Linked DNA regions of Mus musculus: region 2 is linked to region 1. A link is a contact called in public targeted proximity ligation data. All regions are on one chromosome and are shown on one strand. The core of a region is the stretch at or near the end of the contact, and the rest is flanking DNA. Distances in the headings are between cores, read along the strand shown.

Region 1 (6,018 bases), core at 2,772-5,271:
TTGTATTGAGATGGCCTCATTTTGTAGACCAGGTTGGTCTTTAACTCACCATGTAGCCCAGGATGATATCAACCTTACAGCAACTCTGCCTCAGTCTCAAAACTGCTTGGATTTCATTTTGGAGCATCCCCATCCACCGGGAAATTGTTTATCTTACAAATTCATCATTTATCAATTTACTATCTCCTGGTACTATGATGAGCCATGCAGTATTTCAGTTTTTTAGAAGATTTCTCTATCTTTCTTTCTTTCTTTCTTTCTTTCTTTCTTTCTTTCTTTCTTTCTTTCTTTCTTTCTTTCTTTCTTTCTTCCTTCCTTCCTTCCTTCCTTCCTTCCTTCCTTCCTTTTTTTTTTTTTTTTTTTTTTTGAGACAGGGTTTCTCTGTAGCCCTGGCTGTCCTGGAACTCACTCTGGAGACCAGGCTAGCCTTGAACTCAGAAATCCGCCTGCCTCTGCCTCCCGAGGGCTGGGACTAAAGGCGTGCGGCACCACCGCCCGGCTTCTATATTTCTTAATCAGAGCTCACAGTAGCTGTGCAAGGATGGAAAGTATTAAAATTGCATCCTTGTAAGTCAGAGAGCAGTGGGAGCAGCAGGACAGAAGTGGGGTGCCCGTGCTTTAGGTCTCTCCACTCCTCCTCCCCCACGCCCCAGGGGCTCTGTTCCCTGATGGGGTTTGCGCAGTTTGGGAATTGCAGTGTGCTCCTTCCTCTGGATTTTATGCTTGTTGTATCTGATATTGAGGAAATTCAAAGCACCTGACCAGGGTCTGGAGATGCTCAGGGAAGCCCACACTTAACGATACCCATCCCATGTACCACAGGGTAGCAAGCACAGCCCCTTGAGGGACCATTCGATACCATCACAGACTCTCCCATGTCACTGGTTTCTGCCACTCTCTGTTAACTAGCCCAAAGGCAGACTATGATCACAGTTAGGGCCTTTGCCTTGGTGTCCCCGTTATTGTTGTAACAGAGTGGAATTTGAGCCTGAATGTCTGAAAAAGTAGTTTTGGCATTCTTTTTACTCTTGTATTATTTTGTTGTTCACATCCGACTTTGTGATTGGTTTCAAAGTGAGTAGTTGTAAAGCAGATGAAAAATACAGCACCTCTGAAGGGTACGTGGAAGATGCTCGCTTGCTGTGCATCTGCTGTGTGTTGAGGGCTGCAATAATAACAGGCACACCAAGCAAAGGCTCTAAACGTGATCATAACCTGCCTTCAGGTAGTTGCAGGCAGTGGTAGGAAAGCTGTCTGTGGCAGAAAGCAGACATTCAGCTTCTGCCTCATGTGCTTAATGTGCTAGAAACCCAGCGTGAATGCCTTCACGTTCCTAAGCTCTTATTATCCAGCTGTTTATCCAAAGAAAACGCTGGAGTAAGCTGAGAGCTGTGATGTTGCTTCTTGACTGCCCCAGCCAGCTTACTGGGGCTCTACCCACTGGTGTCAGTCCCTGGAGCAAGAATATCATGGCGTCTGGGACTTGCGTCTGAAGAACATTATTCACAACATGATGTAGTTAGTATCTTGCTGAGGATACCCACTCTAGTGACCCAACTTGTTCCAGTTAGGCCCTACTTTTGAACTTTCTGAACATCCCCACCCCCTGCCCCCCAAAAATAGCTGTACGAGCTAGAGGATGCATATGCAAACCACGAGCCCATTCAGAAGGTTCCAGATCAAACCACAGTACCACTCCATCTAACATTATTTTGGCTCATCTGTAAAAATAAGTCACTCAAAAAGTAATGTGTGATGGCATAGAGCAGTCATAAGCTATAGTTGCTGGTGATTTTCTGTATTTTTATACATAAGTTGTTTTTATAGTATGCTAAAACAGACTTTCCTGTCCCATGGTTGGTGGCAGGAATTGATAGAAAGGTCATTGGACCTAAGACTACCCAACTCCAAAACTTTCATCTCGTTCCTTAATTTCCATAATTATATATATATATATATATATATATAACTTCCAGTTAAAAAGTGGGACCATGGAATCCATATGAGCGTCATAAAACAGTACAGTGGCAGCTGACCAGCATGCACTGCTTGGTAGGATAACTGAGTAGGGACACGTTTCACTTCTGGATACTCTAGTCTGAGTACGTGACTCTAGTGGAATCAGGAGAAGACTTGATGGGCTCGACTCACAGAGATTCTACAGAATACTGTGTTTTAAGAGTTGCCCAGGTCATGAGAAACAAGAAAAGAAAGAGGAACCTGGTGGGGAGGGTAAGGAGATGCAAAACTAACTGTTGACAAGGACAGGGTAAGCGAGCATAGAGGAGGTAAGGAGATTGAAAGAACAAGGGCTATACAGCCCTGGTTGAGACACTAATGTTCAGTTCCTGGTTTTAGTCATTGTACCCTGGTTCTCTTAAGTTGACACAAAGCTAACGAAGGGTATACCTCAGTTTTCTGCAACTTTAAGAACATTATTTTCAGAATGACAGGGCAATGGAAAGCCCTCAGCAGGATAATACTGCTTACTGTTGTTTTTGATTCGGTAACAAAAGTCTCAGCTTTGAGACAGCCTAACTCTGAGGTCTTTCAAAATTGTAGTCACCTGGGAAGAAAGAATGTTTAGCCAAGTATTGAAGAGGTGAGTCCCAGTCTACCCCTACTACTGTAAAAATGCCATACCGCGCAGGAGTGTCTGCCCATCCTCAAGGTAGAAAAGTTGAAGGCTAGCTAAGTGACCAGTGCAGCAGCATCTTCAGAGGCTATTAGCACCAGGCCCTTTTGGGATAGAAGGGGACAGGGCCCTCCTGGGTCTCATTTTTTTTTTTTTTTTGTATGGACACTGGTCTCATCTGTGAGGGTTCTATCATGGTGACACAATCACCTCCACAAGCCCCACCCCATTGCACGGTTACCTCAGGATATAAATGGAAAGGGATTCCAGTAGGCATGTAGCGCCATGTTGAACTCTAATGTTTTAAGGCCATCTATGTGTAAATATAAACATGTTAAAAGCAGTTCCCCTGAGCCAAACCCCATGGCCGTTAGGTAGTTTTTATTTTATGTTGGAAACAAAATATCTTTGTGCCTACTGAAAACAAAGGAAAGCATAAATATGACAACATGTGCTTTGTAAGGACTCGGTATCTTGTGGACATAATAGAGCCATATCTAGAGAACACTATGCTCAGGAAGTTGAGACAGGCTTGTGACGCACTGCTCTTTGGAGTTCAAACCAAGCAGGTAATCGTGTACCCAGAAAAGGAAAGCTTTGTCTTTAGGGGATGTTGCGATTTCCTCAGATCCTGTTTACCTTCCAGCCTGAGATTTCCCCTCTGGTTGGATTACACTGTTTAACTCAAAGCACAAGCGAGGAAGCCATCTCTGCTCTCTTAACAGATTGCTGCCCCGAGGAAGGGCGTGTGTGTTTAAGATGTTAGGCCATAAAGAAGACTGGAAGTTTAAAAGAAAATTCCATAGAAATTGTGAAACTATGACAAGTGGAATTATTTTTAGACTTTGTGAAAGGAGAAGTAGGAGAAAGAGAAATTTTGCCTTTGCCTCTCTAAGCAATAGAGTGATAATCCTGGCAACTCTGTGGGTTGGACATGGAGTAAGAGACTTACGTCACTCATTCCTGGGCCGCCTTCTCTTCAGCAGTGCAGCGTGATGACCTAAAGTCTTTGATAATTCCACATTACAAAACACATTTAATAATTTCAGTGTCTACTGGAGAAAATGTTTTTATTACAAATCTTTGAGTCTTTGTTATGCGAGGTTGTTGTGATTTCCGTGGTTAATAAGTGTGTTTCTGGATCTTGACCTTAAGCAGGCCATGATGGCACACACTTTTAATCCTACACCTGAGAGGCTGAGTCAGGCTTGGAGCCTCACTTTGAAACCCAGCCTGAACTTCATAGTGAGTCCCTGGCTTAAAACAACACGGAAAAGAACAAAAAGAAAAGGGGAGGAAGGGAGGTTGACCTTTGCCTCTGATTTGTGGGCATTCCGAGTTTTGTAGCGACACAAAGCGCTGTGTGCCAGGATATTGTGCAATAGCAGACAGTGGCACTTCATTTACTAGCATGTGACTCTCGGGAGCATTCGATAGAACTCAGTGCCCTGGGAAGCCCTGAGTGACAAGCTTATGCACTTTAGTTTTGTAAGACCAGACTATTTCAGGGGTTGTTGTTGAGAAGTGTAGCTCAGATCTGTCTGCTAAATTTAGCTTGTCACTTCACTGGGTCTTGCCTCTCACTTTCTGCCTATCACGCTGGATGAGCGCATACGTGCAGAGAGCTTTCTGGAGTGGAGTAGGTAGATAACGTGTTCGAGTGTAGTTTTATTTGGGGAAGGCACCACCTTTAGGACATCCATTTTTTTATAGCCTTTATTGATTATGAAAGTAATATGCTTATTACAAAATTTGAACTGTGAAATTATGCAGAATAAAGTCAGAAGAGATATTAGGACATAGACTCAAATCCTTGCTTTCTGTACATATGTATCTAAGATATATTACCCCCAAAGCAGGGCCGTGCTGGGCATGATGGCACATGCCTTTAATCCTAGCACTCATGAGACAAAGGTAGAAGGTTCTCTGTGAGTTTGAGACCAGGCCAGTGTTACATGGTGAGACCCTATCTTGTAAAGCCAAGCCAGCCAACAAACGAGCGAAGCATAACTGTAGTGTGTAGGACACTTGCTGAATCTAAGCTTCATTAAAACTTACAATATGGAACACCACAGGCACTTTCCATGTCCCTAATCATTTCCCAAGAAAGCAACTCGTACACAAGAGTACTAATTCTGTTCCAATTCCAGAACTAGACTATTTTCCAAGACTGGCTGGAGCCAACCGAAACCCACGGGTCAGAAGTCATATATAATCCCAGTTCTTAATTCACAAGATTCTTCCATGTTAAAGTTACCAGGAGAAAATATATGTGATTGTACATAGACAGTCTGTCTGATTTTTGTCTTGTTGTTTCAACTTCAGTTGAGTCAGGAAAGGTTTTGGAAAAGGAAAAGAAAACAAATTACCTTCCTGAACTTGAGTTTTCTGACCGCGGTGCAGAGGAGCTGAGGTCGTGAAGGGACTAGGGGGAAGTTGGACGTAGGAAACTGGGGAGGTGAAGGAACAGGGTGCCCAAAGCACTGGGTCCTTCTGACCATGCAACAAGGAATGCTAAAACTACCCAGCTGACTGGGAGTTTCATTATCTCCCGAACCACCTGTCTCCCTTCTTCAGTGCCCTCTGGCCCCAGAAAGGGGAAATGGTAGGAACGGCCAAGGGTGGAGCGGGCAAGCTCTCCTCGGTAAGGTAAACTATTCACAGAGCCTGCCCTGGTCAGCCGTGGCTGGATTCTTTTCTCTCTCTCTCCTTGGCTCATTTGCTGGTTATAGTTCATTTTACAAAGAAAACACTTTTCTTTTAGTGGTGAAGTTAAACTTTACCTCAGCCCTCCAACCCAGCCCCTCTTTGGCTGCAGACCAAAGCTGGGGCCTTTGCTTGATAGGCAAGTGTCTCCCACTCAGCTAAATTTCCCAACCCCAGATTGCAGCAATCTAACAGTAGTTACTAGTATACAATCTAGTAGTAGTTACTAGTGTACAATCTAGCAGGAGTTACTAGTGTACAGTCTAGTAGGAGTTAGTTACTTTCTCACTTCTATAACAGTATACCCGACAGAGACAACTTAAAAGGGTGGGAGCCAGGGCCAGGATATAACACATAAGAATTCCCCCTCCAGTAGCTACTTCCCCTATAGACCTTGTTCCCTAAAGGGATCAAGGGCCAAGGCCTTTAAACACGGGAGCCTGTGGAATGCATGACACATGCATACCATAGCAGTGGTGGTGGGAATTCACAGCGGTGATGGACGCTGTCTATTTGTAGAACATTCATCATTTCAAACTGAAAACTGCTAACTCTTCAGATAATGAGGAAAAGCAGGTTCTTAATGCCAAGAGCAATTTAAGCTGAAATGAGCTGAAAATAGTAAGAGAAATAACATACAGTCGCCGTGCACTGTCTCTTCTTTCTGCTGTCTGCCC
Region 2 (6,142 bases), core at 2,830-5,329, 160 kb before region 1:
GTCTCTGGCACAGCTTTGCTAAGTTTAAGTGGTGAGGCTCACATGAAAGTATGTATTTTGCAAGTTGTCAAGCTTGATGTAGAATGCAATATTGTCTTCTTTTAAAAGTTTAGGCTATTGTTTTTGTTGTTTTGTTTGTTTGTTTGTTTTAAAGGGCCCAGTCCCTATGTGCTATTCCTTACCTGGTGGTTTATCTTGTTTTGTGTAAATAGGACCCACGAATGCCTTGTTTTAGCAGCTTGGCTACATTGCATCTTGATTTAAAAAAAAAAAAATCAGTCACTTTTTAAAGACATGTATGAGTAACCACAGCTTTATACAGGAGGGTTCTGGCAGTATTTTAACACATACTACTTTCATCTTGAAGGACTCACACCTGGAGCCATCCCTTGTTGTGCTGTGGGCGGTGCTGTGGGCGGTGCTGTGGGCGGTGCTGTGGGCGGTGCTATGGGCTTGCTGTTTCTTTCTTAGGTCCTCTCTGAGTAGTCCATGTGTATCATGTCTCTGATTGGCTTTCCTCCTTTCCCCAGCCCATATTCTGATTTTTCTTCTTTTACCTTCTAATTTTGCAAGCTTTCTAACAACTTGCAAATGGGAGGTAAGACTTCTGAGCTGCTGTATACCTGAGAGTGTAACACTCATGTATAATTGATTGCCTGGCTAGGTGTAGAGTTCCTGGCTGGAAATCACTGAGCTGTTGATAGGAAGGGCGTTGCTCACCTCCTAGCATTCCGGCTCCTTGTGAGAACACTAGCGCCTGCCGATTCTCAGTTCTTTACAGGGTCTCTTCTATTGTGTCTTTTGACATCGTTCATGAAAGCATTCAGCAGTTTAATGATCACCTGCCGCGATTGGGATGTGCTTTTTCGGTTATGTTTGTTTGTCTTTTGCTGGTGTCCAAAGAGCACTGTGATGATGAGTTTACCAAGGTGACAAAAACTAGGAGCAATTGGGAAGAGAGCCTCCGAGAGGGAGGGGGTGGCTCCGGTTGGCGCTGGGCCTGTCTGCGGAGGATTTTTCTTAATTGGTTAACTGAAGCAAGAAAACCCAATGTGGGCTGCACCCTTTGCTGGTGCGGGGTCTTGTTTAAGGAGAGACTTACTTAGCTGAGTACAGAGTATGGTGTTTCTTCTCTCTGCTATTGCTTTGTCAAGTGGCTGTTTATCTTGAGTCCTCAGGCAGACTCACCTGCAGGGAGGGACTGTAGGTAGCATGGAGTTGTGAGCCCTGCTTCTGTCTGCGCCTGGGCAGAGCTCAGAAAGGCACAGAGTTCACAGCACCAGGAAGGAGCCGCTCATTCCTTTTGTTTTTATGTTCCGGGCTGCAGTATTGGCTTCCCTCATTGTCTATTCAGCTTCCTTCTGGACCTGCTGTAGGATGTTTGACTTGCCTCTGAACGCCTCTTCCCAAAGATAACTTACATTTTTCTTGGAACCCTTCTAAAGTTGTTAATTTATCAGGTTTATTTTATTTTCAGTTGCTGATAGCCCCTGAGTGGTCTCATAAACTAAGTAGATATTCAGAGATTAACTTTTTTACCTTTGAAATTTTATTTTTCTGCACCATTTTTTGCTTCAAGTTGCACTTTTTCCCCTTTCTTTTGTCTTTCACGTTAGATGTTTTATATGCCTGATGGTTTTGGAATGTCTTTTCTGAGGCAGAATGGGGCTCCACATATTAGAAGATGTGTCTTATTTTGGTCTGCTAAGTCTATTGTCTTCATTTTTCACCTCTAAAACATCTTGAAGATTTTACTATCTGGTTTCTGCTATCTTTGTTCTAGAAGATTTATGCCTTTTTCAAAGAAATAATGGTTTTTGTGTTGAGAATTTTGAAGAGAGGCACTAAATGTATTTGCTCATTTAACTTAAAGTCCATTTGGAAGTCTTAAAAACCTAAACCCAAACCAAATAAACCAACGACAAAAGGAGGTCAGGATTTGCAGCATCAGGCTTTGGTCAAACGCACTTGCAGGGCGAGCATCCACTCTAACTCTATTTCAAGGTGTGGTATACGTTTAGATGGTCCCAGGAGAATACTGGCTTCTTGTTAAGTCTGCAACAGCTGCCTCGCCTTTTTGGGCTCAAGGCTTTTTATGTCAGGGCCTTAAGTACCAATAAATGTGTAAATGATAATTAGGCCTCCTGATTAAAAAAAAATGCTTAAAAAGATTCTTATTGATGTTTCTAAAATGAATTTTCCAGAGGCTAAGCATATAATCCTTAGATTAAAATGCAGCAGACACACTAAGTTGTTTCCCATAACAAGCAGAATAATAGACTTTAAATCTATTTGCTGCTGACCACCCACAAAGGACATTCCTAGCCCAAAGAGATTAGATATAAATACAGCCCAGGGAGCTGGGCTAAACTTGTGAGTTTTATTCATAGAGAATGCTCCCACAAAGCACACAGTCTCAGACTACCAATGGGTAGGGAAAGGAGTTTTAGCTTTAATTCTGAGAGCAGGTCTCTGCATATATGAAGCAGCTTTAGGAGGACAGAATGGTTTTTTTTTTAAATAGGCTAACTAGCCATGGATAATTTCATAATTCTCTGGTGATCAATTCCTTTCTCTCTGAATATGGGGTGTACCCACTGTCTACATCCACGCACAGCTGTTTGGAGGAATGCTTTGGTCATTTTGCAGTAAGATATGTTTCTGGCCTTGGCGGTCACTAGATAACAGGCCTTGTTTTCAGAAGGCTGTGGTGACGCGCAACAGCCACTCCTCAATGCCTGTCTATCACTTCCATACCCAGACAGACAAGGAAACCCTGTCTCCATGCTGATTGCTAGGAAAACTTGCCCATCCGTGATCCTTCCTTTCAGATGTGTAGGGCTCAGTGCTGAACAGTCTACTGCCCATCTGAACTGCCCTGGACACACTCTAGGAGCCTTTGTGGACCCCAGACCACACGTTCCCTATGCTTACAAAGTCACTCTTGTCTCTTGAAGACTCCTACAGTCCAGTAATATTTTTTAGCCAAAATAAATATAAACAAAGCACAAATTCTTGCTTGTTAAGAAAGGGGCCTTCGTTGCTTAATTAGTAACTCCTCTCTTGCTCTGGACTTCTCTGTCTTTGTCATACCCTCCAAGCCAGCCTCCTTGTTTCTTTCTGTGGTATTGATGTGACCCACATGAGCTGTGCCCACCAGGACCTTTGATGCCAAGAGGGGCCCTGTGGATGGTGACGCACTAACTGAGCCATGCTCACCTCAGGCTTTCTGCGTAGCGCCATCCCCGTGGGTTATTGTAGTTGTTGCTTCTGCCATGTATACCCACTTTCAAAGTCTTGGCCTCAGTACCTCCTTGGCTTTCTTCAGCTTATCTGAAGAAGCTTGCATTTTCAAAAGACTTACGAATTCTGAGGGCCAGCAAAGGGAAAACAATCCCCGCCCCCCCTTTCTGAGAAGGAGTACTATTACAGTTGTGTGCAAAAACCACCACTTTCTGATCTTGCTAGAATTAGTTCGTGCTCAGTGCTTAGAGCCTAGCTCGGCACTATTTATAGATTCCTGGATAAGGAGCCAGAGAACCACTAAAGACAAGCACATTTCGATTCTGTTCTTGAGGGACAACAGTTATTAAAATTTCATCCTGGAGCCAACATGATGTTGGCACTCAGTGTTTGATAACTGTTATTTGTATTTCTTAATGAATTTCTGTTGGCTGAAGGTGTGTGTGTGTGTGTGTGTGTGTGTGTGTGTGTGTGTGGAGAGAGAGAGAGAGAGAGAGAGAGAGAGAGAGAGAGAGAGAAATTATTGCATAGTGGGTGACCTCAAAAGTGCTACCAGGAAATAAAGGGGTTAAATTTGCGACACAGATTCTGATTAAAGAAAAAAAAATATGTGAAGTATTATGAGACAGAGAATAGCTTTGTCATTTGTCACTTGAGATTGTCATGAATAGACCTGTCATCTGGTTGAGAATTATCTACCCAGTTTCTCTATGAGAAAAATTGTTCTCAAGCAGAGGGTGAATGAAATATTCTGTCCATTGTGGGACGCCTCCAGCATGTGGAGGGACGAGAGAAAGGGTGGCATTTATGGAATTTGACTATTCTGCCAAAAGGGGTGTGCTCTCCAGCTGCAGCTGTGATGGTTGCTGGGGGAGAGCTCTAAGATCAGTACCATTGGTAGGGTGTCTTAGCCATTGCTGGCATTTCATTAGATCCCTGTGTGGATGCCCCAGTTAGAATATTGTTTGGGTGATGATTGCTCTCCATAGTAAGATGAATAAGAGTTGGGACAGGGGAAGAAGGTATATGGTATAGTAATCAAGGTATGCCTGGCTCATCTCTAAGTTCAGGTCCTGTAAGCACTCTGGGAGAAATTCTTTGTCTGATAGTCAAGGGCCCCAATCTGGTTCCTATGAGATGATCCATTCCCACATGCAAGCTCTGGATAGCAGATAATTGTTCTCATATTGGTGCTGAAGGAATCCAAGGCAAGGCCAGGGGGTGACTTCTTGCCAGACATTCTCTTCTGCTGCTGCCTGTACTACGGACTGTGTTGGATCATCTCATGTAGCCAGCAAGTGCTTTGACTCAACGAGCTCAGCCATCTACTGGCCCTTCTTTAGGGTGGGTCTTCCCTTCCTAACAGGCATGCCTGGGGGCTAAGCTAGGTGATTAGTGGCCAGCAACCATCACAAAAGGGACACATGGTGATATTCGACATATGTAAGTGAAAGAGTTGGATGTTTGAAACTGAAGGTAGAAACACCACTGTAAAGCAGAATTCAGAGACAAAACCAGAAGACATTCAATTAAATAAATTGTTTGGGAGCCATCTTTCCTGTGAATAGGAGCTACAGACGAGGAGTTCTAGCGGAGGAATTACATTAACATGTCAGCATGCATGAGAACCACTTCAGTACTGTCATGGCTTTAGTTACTGTTGGAAGGACTGACACAAAGGACTTTATTTTTACTGTTGACAGTAGGACTCCTGATGTAGTGCAGGCTGTCCTTGAGCTTGATATAGTTCTGTTCTTGCCTCTCAAGTGCAGGCTCATAGGTATGTGTCATCATGCCCCAGAGTTCATTTCAGTCCCACCGCCTCTGTATAGTTCCCTCCAGTGACATACCAGATAAACCATCTTGCTTGGTCTTGATGGGCCCCTGTCACTAGGATGAGATCTGTTTCCGTTGGTCTGATCAACCGTGTGTGTGTGTGTGTGTGTGTGTGTGTGTGTGTATGAGGAACAGTCATGGGTGATAAAGGGTCAGTGCCAGAAACCTTTTTGACCAAATTCAAGCCATCAGAAATGTCCCTGGAGTCCTCCATTTCAGCTCTGTCTATTCTGTGGCAATTCTTAGAATTGTAGGAATGCCACTCAGAGGACTTTGTTAGATGTTGCACTACTTCAGAATGTCAGCTATACAGCAGTTTCAAAGCTCTACAAGATAGAAATCTTGTAAGATAGAAAACTTACAAGGGCAAATGTCTAAAGAATGAATAGTTTGAAAAGCAGGTACCTGTTAGAGCCATTTTCAGTGGACTTGATGGTAAGTGCCTCTGCTAAGGATGGACAAGATCTAGACCAGCTCTGGATAGGACACTGAAGGAAGTTAACTGACAGAACTGTTCAGTTTCATTTCATATAGAATTTTAGGATGAAAAGGATCATTTGTATGTAATACACTAAGTCTGTAAAAATTACCCTAATTTTACTTTTATGAGAAAGCTTAAATTTTCTACTGGAAATTGCCAATATTAGGTTGCTTTGTATGTGTGTGTGTAACTCCCATTTCATCTTGCCTGTTTCTTTTGAAGGGATGTTTGTCAAGGACCTTTCTACATCTGACTAGATGATAATATGCTTTCTGACTGAAAGTGTGTTTACATATTGTTTCCGTTTAGTATTGTCTTAGTTGTCTAACCAAGGTAATTTTTTAAGGCAAACATTTAATTGGGGCTGTCTTATAGTTTCAGAGGTTTAGTCCATTATCATAGTGGGGGAGCATGGCAGACATGGTGCGGGAGGAGCCAAGAGTTCCACACCTTGATCTGGAGGAGCCAAGAGTTCTACACCTTGGAGCAGCAAAGGAGGAAACTTATCTTCCACACTGGGCGAAGCCCAAGCATAGGAGATCTTAAAGCCCACTTACCCAGTGACACACTTCCTCCAACAAG

The links.
Region 2: a targeted proximity ligation map of heart atrium shows a contact between it and region 1, with 5 read pairs. A contact is called at or near these places in 7 of 484 Hi-C or Micro-C datasets (the HL-1 cell line, Sertoli cells, bone marrow-derived macrophages and 4 more), 16 of 130 datasets of targeted methods (CD8 T cells, the HPC-7 cell line, astrocytes and 10 more) and 4 of 9 other capture datasets (adipose tissue, liver, macrophages and 1 more).

Annotation. Positions count from the first base shown.
Region 1 is chr19:32,179,479-32,185,496 of GRCm38.p6, reverse strand. The region is part of intron 5 of Sgms1 (sphingomyelin synthase 1); the gene reads left to right. Among named protein-coding and RNA genes, the nearest start is that of Asah2, 79 kb to the right of the region's middle.
Region 2 is chr19:32,339,203-32,345,344 of GRCm38.p6, reverse strand. The region is part of intron 2 of Sgms1 (sphingomyelin synthase 1); the gene reads left to right. Among named protein-coding and RNA genes, the nearest start is that of Sgms1, 46 kb to the left of the region's middle.